Linked DNA regions of Mus musculus: all the other regions are linked to region 2. Evidence: chromatin contacts called from public Hi-C data. All regions are on one chromosome and are shown on one strand. The core of a region is the stretch at or near the end of the contact, and the rest is flanking DNA. Distances in the headings are between cores, read along the strand shown. Region 1 overlaps Nrxn3 (neurexin III). Region 2 overlaps Nrxn3 (neurexin III). Region 3 has its middle 160 kb from the start of Gm40538.

Region 1 (3,122 bases), core at 267-2,766, 320 kb before region 2:
TATGTTGATCCCTGTGAAAGACAAGTGCTTCTTCATTGTACAAACTGTGGAGGAAGGTAGGGCCAAATCATTTCATATGAAATCTAAGTGTCCTTTATAAAATTCATATTTTCATTCTCCCGTGACTCAAAATACCCCTCCACCTTGAGTTTTTTTTTTTTTCCATCTTATGCTTGGTTTCCACAATTTAAATAGCAGCTGTGAAAGTGCTGGGTGGTTTAGCTGGGCAGAGCATAGAAATAGGTACAGTGTACTGGTTTTCATCCCATTAATTTTCATTTCCATACAGGTTTTATATTCTTTTCCAAACCATCCTAAGCAGATGTGGTAGTGGCCTCACTGGTGGCAGAGGAACCAGGGAGTCTTGAATGACACTCTGCCACGAGATCCTTTCAGGGCCTAGCCTCTAAAGTTTGCCCAGCATTAGGCTCACTCTGGGCTCCTCTGCTGAGCACATTATGGCGCTGTGCAGCTGCTCTCTCACCACTTTCTCTCTGCCTTCCTTCTTGAGATCGGGAACACTGAATAATTCAGAGTGTTGGTTGACAGATAAAACGATAAGATTTATACGTCGTTGGCCTTGGTGATGAATTAATTAAATTGGTTTCTCCTCTATCCTCGGCATGCATTGTTTTCTGTCTGTAAAATGTGCTTGCTGGTAAGTGGTGGGCTTGGAGATTTGCCTGCTCTTGAAAGATGGTAGGGGAAGATTATAATATCAGAGGATAAATCTTTTCAGGACTGCTAATGTTATTGCCGCCACCACCAGATAGGGTAGAGGTGGGGGAGGGGGGCTGCACTGTTACAGGCAGAAGAGATGAGAAATGCTTAACAATTGCCTTCAGGGCTGAGAGGAAAAGACTGTTTCTAACTACTAGTTCATAGAATCCAGCAGTGAGACTTTACTCCTCGATATCAAAATTTCAGAGGTACCACATTCTATTCTGTAGTTTAGAGCTGATTTATCAGGATTTCAGATATCTCTGGGACCCTGGATAGCCTTGGAGAGACACACATCTCTGAAGGTAACCCATGAGCTTCCCTTCCATATTTGTTTCCTTCTAGCTCAGCTCTGAAGGCTAAGGGTTGAAGATCAGAATGGAAGCAGGCTTAGTCTCTGGGGAGCTGTCTCTGGTTTACATATGGTCATTTCCCTACTGAGTTGCCATCTTGTCTTTTCTCTGTGTGCACCATCACAGGCAGAATTGCTTCCCCTCAACCTCCTTCTCTAAAGACCCATTCAGCTACATTAGGTCCACCCAACAACTTTGTTGTATTTTTGTCATCTCTTTACAGGCTCTAACTCCAAATGGCAGCATTCTGAGTTCCTGTTGAGTGGAGCTTCCATATACCCATTTTGTGGACACAGTGTAATTTTGACATCTCCAGGGTGGGGACTAGTCATCACTCTACCTGTACTGTGTGTTCAGTGAGTTCAGAGTAGACAAGTAAACCCTAGGTGACACTGACAGCAATTTACCAAATCCTAGGATGGTGCCTCGAAAAGAAAAGTCCTATTTACATAAATGGCGAAAACAAAGACAGCAGGTTTACTCAACTTCTGTTTGCCTTCTTGGCTGAGCTTCTGGGCCTGAGTCCAGACACTGATGTGCATAGGACTAACTCTGTCTGACTGCAGACACAGGCTCTGTGCATAGTCTAATGTGAACATTCCAAGGCTTTCTCAGCCAGACCTGTTGCCCTTCCAAGCTATATCCTCAGACCTCTCCTCACTGACTTCTTTAAGACCTATGGCTAATTTCTTGCCACCCTCCCAACACACACAAACACACACACACACACACACACACACACACACACACACACACACACTGCTAGTGCTTCACTTTTCACCTTTAATTGAGGAAAACAGATTAACTACATACAAATACTACATATTTTGGCAGCAAAAAATACTTTAAAAAGTATCATTTTTAATGATTTTCCAGTTGGATTTTATATGAAACTTATTTCTAGATATAAATGTTATATATATCCTGTCTACTTTATCAGTCAAGAGGCTCTAGTGAAATGACTAAGACAACATATTGTTCATTGTAAAGTTGCTATAAATTGGAAGCAAGGTGTTCAATTCTTTTGGAAAATAATTTTCTTCCCTTCCTCTATCCTTCCTTCCTCCCCTATTCCTCCTCCTCTTCCTCCCTTCTCTCCTCTCCCTTCCTTCTCTCCTTCTAGGTTCCCCCACTTCAGATACTTCTTTTTAAAATGAGCCATGAAAGCATGTGTTAATAAAGGTCTCAATGTTGACTGGTAATGGAGTTCAAATGGATGCTGGGACATTAGGAATGGGTGAGGTAAATCAAGGACAAAATTTAGAGTTGAATGTATTGTGAATCAGCCTTTGTTTCTTTTTTTGCCTGGCTGAGAGGCATGTATCTTTAAACCTCAATAGTTGATAGTATGACTTGTCTGCTTTATGCACAAAATTTCCCAGAAGATTAAATTATATACGTGGTCCACATGACTCACATGGGTGGCACATTTTATAAGAAATACAATAATGTCAGGGCCACCTTCTCTCATGGACCTAGGTTTGCTTGCCCACCCACAGGCAGGTTGAAGATGCTGTATTCCTGCTTTCTCCTTATTTCGCTATGGCAACACTGTTGGCCTCTGAAGAACTACTTCATTTGTGCACTAATTTTGGGGAAAATGTAGATGAGAACACCTCCATAAGCATACAGAAATCAAACTGGGATGTGACCTACAGCTATCCCTTTAGGCAGAGATCCATATTGGATAAGTTCTAACCATAGTTAACAAATTGTAACAAGACATGCAGAAGCTCAGAGATCTTGGATAATAAAAGTGATGAAGGCTCTGAGAAGATTCTGAGGCCAAACATTCCTATGTTTGATATGCATTAGGAGGTAAACTAAAAAAAAAATAATTTGACAAACCTATACTTTAGAGTAGGAAATAACTTTTGTTTTTAGGTCAACTGTCTTCAGATATGGAAAGGGAAAACTTATTTTAATGCTGTTTTTCCTTTGTAATTTTACATTTTAGAGATCCGGGGTCATAGAACAGATACTTTCTAGTCTTGATTTAAAGACAGAGTTCTCATGGGGAGAACACTGTAGAATCGGAGAGTTCATTGC
Region 2 (3,060 bases), core at 276-2,775:
ATATCTTAGAGTGCTTATTCCTGGAAGGGATGCCTTTATTGGATCCCTTGCTTCAGAAATCAGGGAGCTATGTGGAATATGATGTAGAAGAGTATAAGATCCAGGGAGTATGGCGGACACGAGAACAAGGAAGGGATGATGTTACTATCGTTACCTTTGACTTGTATTTGTGTGTCTTGTACATACTTAGTTATAGAAGGCACACCATATTGTAAAGACACACCTTCTTTTAGGCTTAGTGCTTTCTCTTTTCAGAGAAGAAGAGTTGGTTTTGACTCAGTTTGAGAGGACAGTCCATCATGGCAGACTCATCATGGCAACAGGAAACTGAAGTGGTTTATCACCCTGTATCCACAGTCATGAGGCAGAAAGTGATAAATGTGGTAGTCTAAACAGTTTTACAGTGCTGGTGGCGATGGAGGAGCAGCGTAGCAATACATTCATGAGGACACCTGCAGTTAAAGTGGTGGTTCCCAATAACTGCCAAACAAAGGCAGTTATTTATAAACTCAACAACAATGGCAGGAAAGAGATGAAAGAAGACTAATGTGTGCCAATCGTTCCTGTCCTATTTGGACTCTTTGGCTTCAGAAACAAAAGTTAATTTTCTCTTAGTATTGAAAAAACTGACCAGGTACAGAAAATCTACTTCTGGTTTCTACAAAGGTATGCCTCTCTACTGGTTATATAGTTCCTCACTCTGTGTTAAGTGGAATCTCCGGGAGACAATATATTTCTGACCTGATACTTAGCCTACCCTCCCTTTCTCTGGTCAGAGTCTTCTAACAATGTCTAGAAACCAGATGGTCATGCTTGTTGAGTCCCTTTGTAAAGCAAACCTCACACTTACCTTGATGACAGTCTTTAAGATGAGGAAGAATTTAAGTTCATGAACTTAAGATTCGAGTTCAGGTTCTCTTCCTAGGCATTTTGTGGTTTCATTTTGGTTTCTTGAATTCATTGGTTAAAGATAAATAAATAAATAAATAAATAAACAAACAAAAAACCCACAGCAAACTACCTATACAAACAGTTTTTATTTGTAAAATGAGGAAACTGACAGTGAACTATCCAGCTAGAAAAATATAGAACAGAAAATCAAAATTAGAATTTAACTCCTAATATTTGTGTTCTTCCTGCCTTATGACAGTTGCTTCAAGTGTCAGAAAGTATTGCATGAAGATAAGGTTTTGGTTAATACATCAGTGGCTGTATGCTTCCATTCATGGTTGTTGCTACATAAGCATATCTGTGCATATACCTGTGTGTTTTTATGTAGCCATTCCATACCACCTTCATCTAGGTTTCCCCCAGGGACTATCTGTCCATGACTGAAATTCACTCCTCTGCCAGGGGAGTGAGAAAGGGACAAGATGGTAGAGATTCACTGGGAAAACGGACTCTGAGCACAGAACAGCAGGCAGTAATGCTGTTGGCAGAGTAACAGAGAAGACACTGTGGCTTAGCCATGGCACGATGGCAAAAAATAGCATGGAAACAGCTGGTGAGCTGTCAGAATGATCTCAAGGAAGAACTGTGAAAGCTCTCTGCTTATACATCAATACAGAGTTATGTGGCTAGATCTGCACTGCCAAGGGAAGAGCAGGCAAGGTGGGTAGTTCACCCTTCTGTGGCCTTTCTCTCATCTCCCTGTAATATGGCTCTGTGTCACAGGTTTGCCTCATATATGATTACTCCTACATAGGTGCTACCTTCGCCCACAACGGCTTTACCCACACTCAGAATATGCACACGCTCCTAAAGGCACAACAGTAGAAGACAGGCATTTGACTTATTTACAGATCTTGTATAAACACCAATTTTAGTGAAATTGGCAGGAGTAGGGAATGACTTTTTAAAACTGAAATAATAATTACTATTGTGATTAAATACCAACATGAGTTTATTTTGGGGATTTTTGAAAATATGTATCATGACTAATTTTTTTCAAAACTGTCCTTAAGACTATTATGATCAATTCAATGAAACGATGAAGGGGAGATACACAGACAAAGAACACATAGGAATATCAGTCTTACTAGCGTACGAACTGATTTTTGCTACAGAAAACAAATGCACGGCTAACCACTTGCATCAAATTGAAAGTGGCTTTCTGCAGAAGAGTTGGGATAACTTGAAGTAGCTGAGGTCATGAATATATTTTACGGGTGGCTAAGGAAAGCACATTTGCAGACAAGGAATCAGACGCTGTTGCTTTCAGTATGACCTTGAATAGAGGCCTGTTGCCTTTTGGCTTCCATTTCAGATAATAAATCCTACCCCATGCCCTAAGGAAATTCGAATGAATGAGGTACTTCTAAGACTTCCCTAGGAATGGTTTCCGTCTGTGCAGTAATCAGCCAGTCAGAGAAGCTCATCTGTCATACAGAAATATTGCTGAGCTTATTCATCAGTAAATTGTTAGTGGTATAGGAAGTAGAAATAAGAAGAGAGCAAAGAACAATGGTTTAATCTAATAAAGGGGGAAATTTACATGCACCAGTAAGTTTAAAATGAAGTAGCTTATTGTGCTTTTTTTAGACTTTTAAATGCATACCAATATTTTCCCTCAGAGGGCAGGGGGCTTTGCTCTTAATGATGTCAGAGGAGCAGTCTGTGACTTGGTAGGAACACAGTGCTTTGTGGCATTGCATGGGAAATATTGTTCCTCTTTAGTTATTTTTGGCAGTTTGATGATATCTGAATTCATTTTCTTCTTTTGGATTCTTGCAAAGAAGCACATGTATATCATGCATAAATTAAGAGTGAAGGCTTTTCTAAACGAGAAATGAGCACTCTTGCCATTCCCAATGTCCATACTAATTTCACCTCTACCCAGCAAGAATGTTTCTTAATCTGGCAAAGTGGGAGCCCCGTGGGTCTCATCACCTCTGTGCAACTGCTCCCTTTGAAAAGATCACACAATTTGGATTTTTTTTTCCTTTTTTATACCATTCACTTGTAGAGATTTCGTAAGGTCTTGAAAGGAGTACCTAAAGTACTTAACATATTTTTGTTATGAAATGATTTTTGCCTTGTTGGAAAATATACATGTACATA
Region 3 (3,360 bases), core at 441-2,940, 420 kb after region 2:
AGCTCTGGCTCCTAAAGATGTAAATAGAAGGGGCTTTCGCTTTTGGGGCTGGGGGTTTTGCGCTCCTAGCTCCTGAAGATGTAAGCAATAAAGTTTTGCCGCAGAAGATTCTGGTCTGTTGTGTTCTTCCTGGCCGGGCGTGAGAACGCTATTAAGAAAAGAAAATCTGGAAGATGGAGCATAAAGAGGCTTTCCCCTCTCTCGTTTTATTTTTTTTCATTTTGCATACTTCTCACTGCTCCTCCTCCTGGTCACCCCATCCAATAATTCTTCCCCCTCCCCCTGTATTCTGAGAGGGTGGAAGGCCCCTGGGTATCTCCTACGCTGGCTCATCAAGTCTCTGAACTTTACTCTGCAGAGGATGATGATCTTACTGCCTCCTTCTGAGAGGAGCTACCTGCTGGCCACCAATATGCCACTTGCCCGGTGTCCTTCTATTTTGAGCTTCTCTCTGTGTATGAATTGCTGTTTAGCTGTCCAAGCTTCAGCTGCTATCTAACATAACCCAGGACATTTGTTCTTTTTTTTTTTTTTTCTCATGAATCTCTGGTGAATCAAAAGGCTCAGGGTATAGCAGAAGTAAAAAGAAAGATTATCAATCAGTCTTGCAAACTCCATACATTGATGTCAAAATTTTATAGACACATTAACTAAGACCCAGAACAGCAAATATGCCACATAATTTTTCACAGAAAATTATTATGTGCACACAAAAAGGTATAAACTAGGGTGCCCACACAGTGAAAAATCCTAAACTCGTTTTAGTTTTATCTTTGATTGAAATGTGTATGTAATTCAAAATTTAAGTTAAATTATGCACATAGTCTAGGAAAAAATCAGGACCAAGACAGAGAAGTGATGGCCTCACAGAAAGAGAGACAGTGTCAGCACAAGATGGACATCTTCTCTCTTCTTCTGCATTACCTATAGGGATGTACAAGCAACATGAGAAGCTCTTTATTCAACATACCTATGATATAAAAATGACTGTTACCTAAAAGTAGATGGGGGCTGGTTAGGTGGCTCAGCAGGTAAAGGCACTGGTTACTGAGTTTGATGACCTGAGTCCCTTCCCAAGGACCCACATGGTAGAAGGAAATAACCAACTCCTGAAAGTTACTCCTGACCACATGCACATGGATCATGTACCCCAAAATACACATAAACTGGTATGCACACACACACACACACACACACACACACACTGGGCTTTTAAACTGGTTTTCAAGTAGTCATCAATGAGGAAGATTCATCTTCCCTGTGGTTACTCTCAATGCCTATGGAATATGAACACATAGCAGATTCATATCTGAGGCTTCACAAAGAGTCTTTTTACCCCCTCCAACTTTTCTCTAGATCCTACAAAAGACACTATCCTTCTTCCTCTGTTCTCATTTCTTCCTAAAAGTTGTCACCCTGTGCTTTGCCTCAGGTATGTGCCAATGTATTTACATGTTTGTGTGTGTATGTGTATGTGTGTCTATGCATGTGCATGCGCGCGCGCACACACACACACACACACACACACACACACACACACACACACACACACATTCATTTGTAGCTCATCTGCTGGTGTCCAAGAAAAGCTTGAATTTTTTTTTTCTTCTTGCCTCTCAGCTTGGAGCCTTTGTACAAGAAATTCTGACAGTGAACACTGCCTACCACTAGAGAGCAGCCCAGGCCAACGATTTCCTGGGCAAAAAACCCTCTGTCTAACAAGTTATTTTCAAAAGGTTCAGGTTCTCTTAGTCTTCTCATGTCTTTCTCTGGGCAAGACACTCCTAGTTCCCTTCGCAAGGAATACTCTCTGTACCTGTTCTGATGTCATGGGAAGCTGAATACCATGCCAATTCCACTAGAAATGTCATTGTCAAAAACATTCATTGTTGAGGTCTCCCTGCTTTTAAGCATTGACGTGTGTCAATTATGAAAAAAAAAAAAATGGAAGTGGGGAGAAGGTTGTGTTTAAGAAAAGAACCACTTGATTTCATGGGGAAATAGAGCAAGATCTTCACGGATTCTTCCCAAGCTTTTTCTATTGAGAACAAAGGGAGCCAGGCAAAGCCAGGCAAACCTAAGCAGGGTCCTATCCATGCCTTTGGACGTGGCTTATTCCTATGGAAACTGATTTATTTTTCTTACATTTGTGAAGAGAGTAATTGTGTCCCATCCGGACTGATTGTTAAGCTTCAATAGGCCAGTGTCTTCATTCCTTAATTTACTTTAATGAACACAGAAAATAACTATTGCTGATTGTCATGTCATTGTACAGGAAGAACTCTCCTGTCTACTGTGCAGGGAGATGAAGGTGCAGAGAGAGCTTTTGGAAACTGATGTAGGAGAGTCTCCTTCAATCTAGATGCAATTTAAGGTGACAGTTAGTGCTGTCTCTGTCTCTTGCCTCAGGGGTAACCTCAGGCAAATGACTCAAATTTACCCTCAACCTTGGTTTCTTCTCTTTTTTTGCAAGATGCAAGTCCTAACTGTTCTCATCAGACAGGACCTAGGATTAAATGTAACAACATGTGGAAAGTGTTTAATAAAGATTGACTGTCGCTGCTCAAAGAGCCCACCACATTCCAAGATCCCTGCTGACTTCTCCTTGCCTTATTCATCTTGCCGTTTTATTTCCATTTATCCAATTTCAATTTTAATTTTGTTAAATATTCATTATACATGTGTTATGTTCCAGGTATAATAGAATGCAGCACCTCAAGAGGCTAGTGTAGCTTACCAAAGAGAAAAGCTGTCAGAACGAATACAAAGAGAACATGTTTCACATTTCCCTTTAAAGGTAACACACAAGGCAGACTGTGTTTATGGTCAGAATTGTTTTCGGGAATATCTTGGAGATATATATCATATGTGGTTTTAACTCTTTTTATCCAGTATTGTTTGAGGCCTAACTTGATTTTTTTCACAGTCATTTTTAATGTTACATCATGAATACCCTGTGTGAACACCTAGTGATATGGACCACACCCAAGCTGTGATGGAGAATCCTTTACTTGATTTACATAGTTTTCTGAAATGTTCAGATTTCTTGCTGTTGCTACTTGAAGAGTATAGAAAACACAATGGTCCCTCTGCCAAGAAGTTTGCATTGGAGGGGTTCAAATGATTAACCGAGTCATGTGACTTTCATGTTTCGCTGTAATTGGATGTTCAATGTGCATGCGGTTGGAGCACAGAGAGGTAAAATAATTATTTGTAATGGGCATTGATGGGAGGAGCCATAGATGAAAGTGTTGAACTCAAATGATGACTGGGATTTTAATCAACATTGAGTATGTGGAAGAAAAAGAGGTCTACACAGCTGACATGAGAGCATAGTTAAGTACAGTGAGAAAGAAGAAG

What was found. A called contact is a pair of places that touch in the nucleus more often than the background predicts.
Region 1: a contact with region 2 is called in a Hi-C map of cerebellum, with 4 times the contacts expected there. The contact joins two enhancer-like sites. A contact is called at or near these places in 7 of 484 Hi-C or Micro-C datasets (cerebellar granule neurons, cerebellum, cerebral cortex and 3 more), 1 of 115 datasets of contacts at active chromatin or transcription factors (embryonic midbrain) and 1 of 9 other capture datasets (embryonic tail).
Region 3: a Hi-C map of cerebellar granule neurons shows a contact between it and region 2, with 2.4 times the contacts expected there. The contact joins two enhancer-like sites. A contact is called at or near these places in 2 of 484 Hi-C or Micro-C datasets (cerebellar granule neurons and cerebellum).

The regions. Positions count from the first base shown.
Region 1 is chr12:89,816,800-89,819,921 of GRCm38.p6, forward strand. All of the region lies in intron 14 of Nrxn3 (neurexin III), which reads left to right. Among named protein-coding and RNA genes, the nearest start is that of Gm40538, 590 kb to the right of the region's middle. Within about 2 kb of position 1,517, at least 7 of the 459 cell types and tissues checked have an H3K27ac peak or open chromatin away from gene starts, as enhancers often do. A contact at or near this core is called in cerebellar granule neurons and cerebellum, where this site is marked.
Region 2 is chr12:90,140,701-90,143,760 of GRCm38.p6, forward strand. All of the region lies in intron 15 of Nrxn3 (neurexin III), which reads left to right. Among named protein-coding and RNA genes, the nearest start is that of Gm40538, 270 kb to the right of the region's middle. Within about 2 kb of position 1,526, at least 27 of the 459 cell types and tissues checked have an H3K27ac peak or open chromatin away from gene starts, as enhancers often do. A contact at or near this core is called in cerebellar granule neurons and cerebellum, where this site is marked.
Region 3 is chr12:90,564,856-90,568,215 of GRCm38.p6, forward strand. No RefSeq gene overlaps it. Among named protein-coding and RNA genes, the nearest start is that of Gm40538, 160 kb to the left of the region's middle. Within about 2 kb of position 1,691, at least 5 of the 459 cell types and tissues checked have an H3K27ac peak or open chromatin away from gene starts, as enhancers often do. A contact at or near this core is called in cerebellar granule neurons and cerebellum, where this site is marked.